Linked DNA regions of Sus scrofa: region 2 is linked to region 1. The links are chromatin contacts, called in public HiChIP or PLAC-seq maps. All regions are on one chromosome and are shown on one strand. Each heading gives the region's core, a stretch centred on a gene start, on an enhancer-like site or on the middle of the called end of the contact. The rest is flanking DNA. Distances are from core to core; before and after follow the strand shown. Region 1 holds the start of SENP1 (sentrin-specific protease 1). Region 2 holds the start of CCDC184 (coiled-coil domain-containing protein 184).

The links. HiChIP or PLAC-seq counts read pairs in DNA pulled down with a chosen protein or histone mark.
Region 2: an H3K27ac HiChIP or PLAC-seq map of alveolar macrophages shows a contact between it and region 1. The contact joins the promoter of CCDC184 here to the promoter of SENP1 in region 1. A contact is called at or near these places in 1 of 5 promoter capture datasets (fetal skeletal muscle), 5 of 47 Hi-C or Micro-C datasets (blood, embryonic fibroblasts, heart right ventricle and 1 more) and 1 of 2 datasets of contacts at active chromatin or transcription factors (alveolar macrophages).

Annotation. Positions count from the first base shown.
Region 1 is chr5:78,474,852-78,477,650 of Sscrofa11.1, forward strand. SENP1 (sentrin-specific protease 1) reads right to left here and starts at 1,464. Exons shown (of 18, transcript XM_021092613.1): 1 at 1,367-1,464. It also overlaps a transcript of PFKM not described here.
Region 2 is chr5:78,559,516-78,562,518 of Sscrofa11.1, forward strand. It overlaps CCDC184 (coiled-coil domain-containing protein 184), which reads left to right and starts at 1,657. Exons shown (of 1, transcript XM_021092621.1): 1 at 1,657-3,003. The coding sequence starts at 2,185. The coding sequence ends at 2,772.

The sequences.
Region 1 (2,799 bases), core at 214-2,713:
ACAATAAAGCCGGTGCAATTGGTAGGAGATGTAGGAGTCGGGTAAAGAAAAGGAAAAACTCCCAAAGCTGTAGTTGAGTTACATCACCTTAGCTTGAGGTAGAAGAACCTGTTTTTTTTAATTCATTTGCTTCCTCTAGATTTGTCATCAGATGACTGATATGGACACCATCTTTACCTTTGGTATAATTAATGGGGATTAGGTAAAAGTGAATGAGGCTTCTCAAGATAAAAACAAATGAGGCTTTCAAAATGGGACTAGATCAAGAAAAGGGAGTCTCTAAATTGGAAGATTAGGGGATCACGCTTAAAGAAATGCTCTAGGTTTCACCGTAACTGTAATTTCAAACTCTGTAATCTATCTTTCAACATGAGTCCTTAGAAATTATCTCTATAAAAAATAAAGACTGAGGAGATAATGCGACCTACTCCAACCAAAACACATAACTGGAACACCCTAAGTCAATGGTTGGTAGCCAATCAAAGGCTTATAAAATTTTTATAAAAAATTTTGCAAGAATCACCACCACCCAAATAAGCGTACCAACTGTGAAGTGAAATGACTTTAACAAGGCTGACGTGAAAGTGATAAAGGAGCAAGTTAGTGCTAACAAGATAGTGGAAATACTGCAGAGGCACCGATAAACAGAAATCACCAAGCTCAAGAGAAACTGGGCACGTAGCCAGAGAGATCAGGTTAGGGTACACCAAGAAAGAGACGGTTCAAGGGAATTACCAGGAGGCGATGAGCCAGGTAAGCAAACAGTGGCAGTTAAGGGGATTTTCATAACCTGGGCAGGAGGGTCCCGACGTTTCTTTCTGTTGGTGGCACTAGCGATATCACATCTCAGGGAGATACCACAGAGTAAAAGAGTTGGAGAAATGTTTACGTGAGACGCAGAAGTAGCGGAGAAATACCATTCAGGTCTCAAGGAAGGCGGGAGGTGAAGCAAGTATAAGAGAAAGGCTGAGCTTCCGGGTGAAAACAGCTTCCCCCGAGAGAAGCCCTTGCTCTGGCGGGAAAGCCCCGAAATCCCAACCTGCCTGTTCCTCACAACGAGGGCTGGGCGTTGAGATGGAACCGGCCGTAACCGCAAGGAAACCGCCTCTCCTCGACGCGGGAGGAGAAGCCTGAAGGAACGGCCTTGGGAAACCTAACTAACGGCCACCAGCCAGATCGCAGCCGGCGGACGGCAGGGGGGAGGGGAGGTGGTCCCAGGGGGCGGGGCAGAGGAAAAAGCACCGTCCCCACAGCCGTCCCCGCTTCCGCCCAGCCAAGCCCAGGTTGCCGGGCCCGGGCCCACACTGCCTCCCAGCCCAGGATCCCTCCATCCTCACCCCTCCCCCAGCTTCCCGCCGCCACTCACCGAACCGGAACCGGCTGCTATACGAAGGGGTTTCCGGCCGGGCGCGGAACGCAAAACCCGGGAACCGCCGCGAACCGGAACCGCCTCCTCAACACCGGAAGGGCTGCTCGGTGGCCTGCGGGGGAGGGGTGGGGGCGGGAGGTCAAAGAGCAGAGTTGAGGACCTACGAAACGCCTGCGCAGTGTGGTAAGGCCTGATAAGTCAAGGGAGCATCTAAGGCTGTAGTTATAATTTCCCCGTTTCCCTTTCATCTTGAGCTTTTTCTCGTTCTTGGAATACTGTTAGTGTGCCCTTCGTCCTACGCTTTTCTCTGTTCCCTCGGCCCCCTCACCCGTTGCTTTCTGGTTCCGCCTGGCGGTTTTTTGCTTAGGCTCTGGTTTCCATGGCAGCTCGTTGCTTTGACCCTCGATCTGCGGCAACCTGTGGCCACCTTGACAGATGTAAACCTGAGGAGCTAAATATAGCTGAGGCTATGTCATGTTTTATTGAGAATCACAAAACATTACTGCTTGCAGAGGTTATTGGAGATGATTTAGTCTAAGAGTTTCAGAGAAATGGAACCATTGGCAAGGCTATAAAGCACATGGCAGATTTGAGACTAGGAAACAAGAGTTTTTTAACTTGCACTTCTATATTCTCCTTTGCACCACATCAAGCTTGATTGGCCATTGGGGAAAAGAAAAAACAAAAAACAAACAAAAAAAAGCACAAAAAAACCTGCTTGGAATTGGCTTAGGTTAGATGCTGGAAACGTGTAGAAACTTCCAGAACTTTGGAGCAGTTTGAAATGCCCCTCCAGGAGGTGTGAGGAAAGCTCTCAGGGAAACAACCCAGGATTCTGCTCTCTGAAGAATTAAATGGCCAGTGCTGCTGTTGCTGGACTGAATCAATTAACTTAATCTGTGCTGTAATTTTTAAGAGAAAATAATGAGAAGAAATATGTATGTTCATTCAGACTTGTTACCAAGCCCATCAGCTTGGTGGGCCTTGGAACCCAGGCCATGTCTAGAAGCCTTAGAGAAATGCTTCTGAGTAAGCTCTCTAGACTCAGGTGACAGTCCTGGTCTGTGACCTCAGACTGGAAGAAGGGAAGCCTCTGGAGGCCCCCAGCCTTTTAGCTACTCTCAGCCGCTGGGGGTGGGGTGGGGAGGTGCTTGCTGACTTTAGGATATCTTGTCCTGTCAAATATATAAAAGTAGATTATATGTATCAGTTCATATGCTGACATTTTATAGTGTCAAGTCCTAAGGCCTATTAGTCTTAAATGTACCTGGTCCATGTCACTTTTGTCCATTTTAATCATTGCACAGATCTGTTGATTTGCATTAAACTTTGTCTCTATTTCTAGGAGGCATGCATAAAGAGGAAGTCCATCTGAAATTTTTCATGTGTGTGATTCAGTCTCGCCAGTTAGTCAGGACTCCTCAGAGAAC
Region 2 (3,003 bases), core at 407-2,906, 85 kb after region 1:
GTTTAAATACTGAAGGTTTAAAAACAAAAAAATATTTGTTTTGAGAAGTTGAATTTCTAATGGCTGCATAATACTTTGTTATACCAATAATGCCTTAGATTAAACATTCTGCTGTTTAGGATATTTCCCCATTTTAATAGCAGTAAGACATGGAATAAGCTAAACAGCTCTTTACAGTTTCTCTGGGCCAGCCCCACTCCTCATCACCAGAGAATGCAACAAAGGTAACACATTTGCTATCACTGAACCACTAGTATATGAAACACTTACCCATACCTAGCTCTTCCCCATCTTGAAGTGATACAGCTTTTCTCTTCTCCAGGTTTATTTCTTGTGAATTTCATTTTGGTTTCTGACCACTTGGCTTTTCCAATGTACTGAGGTCATTATTAGTTAGTATGCTGCTGCCCAGGTGCTGTTGTCTTCTCAGTCGAAGTCATCTGTAAATGTATTAAATTTAATTGTTCTTCCTCCTCCCTGCTTCCCACTCCACTCTTCAAAAAGGGCAATGCATTGTTACAAAGGTTGAGACACTCAGTGCATGTCTGTACATGGGTGCAGGGCCTGCTGAGAAGGAATTAAGGGTACATAGTCCCCTCATTCATCCCTTCCACACATTGTCAACAGTTCACACTTTCATCTGTAAGCTGATGCAAAGTGTTACTCAGAGTTAGAAATAATGTTACTCAATATTATGAGTAACTCAATGATGTTACTCAATACAATAATGTTACTCCATACCCAGTCCAATCCCCTAACAGATCAGGAAAGTGATTTACTCAAGGTCTCTGAATTAATAAATGACAGAAACGAAATTGCACTCAGGTTCCTAAAATCCACTACTTGTGAGCTAGAGAGTTCTGGATGAAGGTATGGTACACAGCAGTTCTTGTAAAGTATTCATTCAACAAACATATTGAGCATTATTTACTACGCCCCAGGTACTATTTTAGGTGCTGGGGATTCCGTGCTAGAGGACACAGAGGAGACAGAAATCTCTGCTCTTAACGCAGCTGTCTTTCTCAAAACTGAAGCGCTTTGCCTCACCACCCTAGAACTCCCAGTGCCCTGGGTAGAAGCGGCTGGGTCTCATATGGGAGGGAATCCCATCTTTTCTCAGCTCCTGAACTATCTACGGCGAGGGCTGATTTATTGCAGAAACAAAACGAAGTGGCGGAAACCTCTGTAGTGACAGCCTGCGCCTCCGCACCGCTAAGGCTGGCGGGGCCGGCTCCAAAGCGGCGCAGCGCTCCAACTCAAGTCTGGGATTAATAGCATCGGCCTCACTATCCTCTCTGTTTTCCTGCTGGAGGACAAAGAAGCAGACCTGGCTCTAGCGCCATCCTCAGAGAAAAGATTGCGGGCGAGTGAAAATCCTTCCAAGGCAGTAGCGCTCAGTGTCTACCACCCAGGCCAGGAGAGGGACTACGTCTCCCCCGACCTGGGGACTTAGGCAGCAAACTGCTCTCTCATGCTTCCCTATTAAACACTGCGGCCACACGCTCTTTCAGCCTCAGCTGAAGCCTCTGCAGCATCCCCACCCTACCCGCCCCCACCCGCTAGCTGAGACTCTAGAGCCCCACTGCAGCTTCCCAGCCATCCTCCCTTTTCTTTTCCACTTCCTGGTTGCCATGGAGACACACGTCATTTACGTGCCGTGCGTCGCCTTGGAAACAGAGGAGCATCCGTGGCGCGGCTGGGAGACCCGCCCCGTCACTCCAACCACACTCGCGAGCCAGCTGGTTATGACTGGGGGGAGTCCCGAGCTCGACCCTTTGCTGGCCTCGGCCTCGACCTGGGTCCCACCACAGGCGCTTCTGTGACCCCGGGAAAGGGCGACTACTTGCCGTCCTTAGCGCCCAGAGGGCGGCGCTGATTCGGGTGCAATTCGGGAGGCGAGGCAGGGCAGGGAGCGTTCGCCCCTGTGCGAGCCGGAGAGACGCCGGCCCTGGGACTGTAACCGGGTCCGCGTCCCGCCGGCTCTTCCCGGCCTGCCCCGATCCTGCCTGTGCCCTCTGCCCGGGACTCACCTCCTCACGTCGGCTCCCCGCCCCTCTCAAGAGTCTCCTCTTTCCTCGGCTCCTCCCCGCCCTCTGGGCACCTCTCCCCCTCCCCGTACCCTCCCCCACCCCGAGGCCGGGCTGGACCGGACCCGGAGCAGCCATCACCCGCTTCTGCCATTCAATGGAGGACGGTCTGCTGGAGATCATGACCAAGGACGGCGGAGACATGCCCGCACCTCTGGAGGTGTCCACCGTGCCGGCGGTGGGGGACGTGATCTCCGGGGAGTACAACGGCGGCATGAAGGAACTGATGGAGCACCTGAAAGCCCAGCTGCAGGCCCTGTTTGAGGACGTGAGGGCCATGCGGGGGGCCCTGGACGAGCAGGCCTCGCACATCCAGGTGCTCTCGGACGACGTGTGCGCCAACCAGCGAGCCATCGTCTCCATGTGCCGGATTATGACCACCGCGCCCCGCCAGGGTGGCCTGGGCGTGGTCGGCGGCAAGGGGAGCTTCCCCGGCGCCCCCCAAGAGCGGGAGACCCCTTCGCTTGGGATCGGGGACAGCGGTTTGCTGGGTCGCGATCCTGAAGACGAGGAGGACGACGATGAAGAGGAGAAGGAGATGCCCAGCTCCGCCACACCCACTAGTCACTGTGAGCGCCCCGAGAGCCCCTGTGCTGGCCACCTTGGGGGGGACGGGCCACTTGTGGAGCCCCTCGATCTGCCCGACATTACCCTGCTGCAGCTGGAGGCCGAGGCCTCTCTGTGAGGGGACTCCGAGGGGGCTCTATTTTCCCGGACTGGCTTTGGGTTTCCGAGTGCATGACGTGAGGGGACTGAACGGCGCGGTGCAACATGCTTCACGCTGCTCTTGTTGGTCAAGCAGAAGAGACTCCCTCGAGGAAGGATTTATAGGGTAAAGGACTTTGGGAGCATCAAGAATTCTTTCTGCCCAACCAAGCGAGATGCAGCAAACTGCGGAAAGGTGAGATTCCGGGAG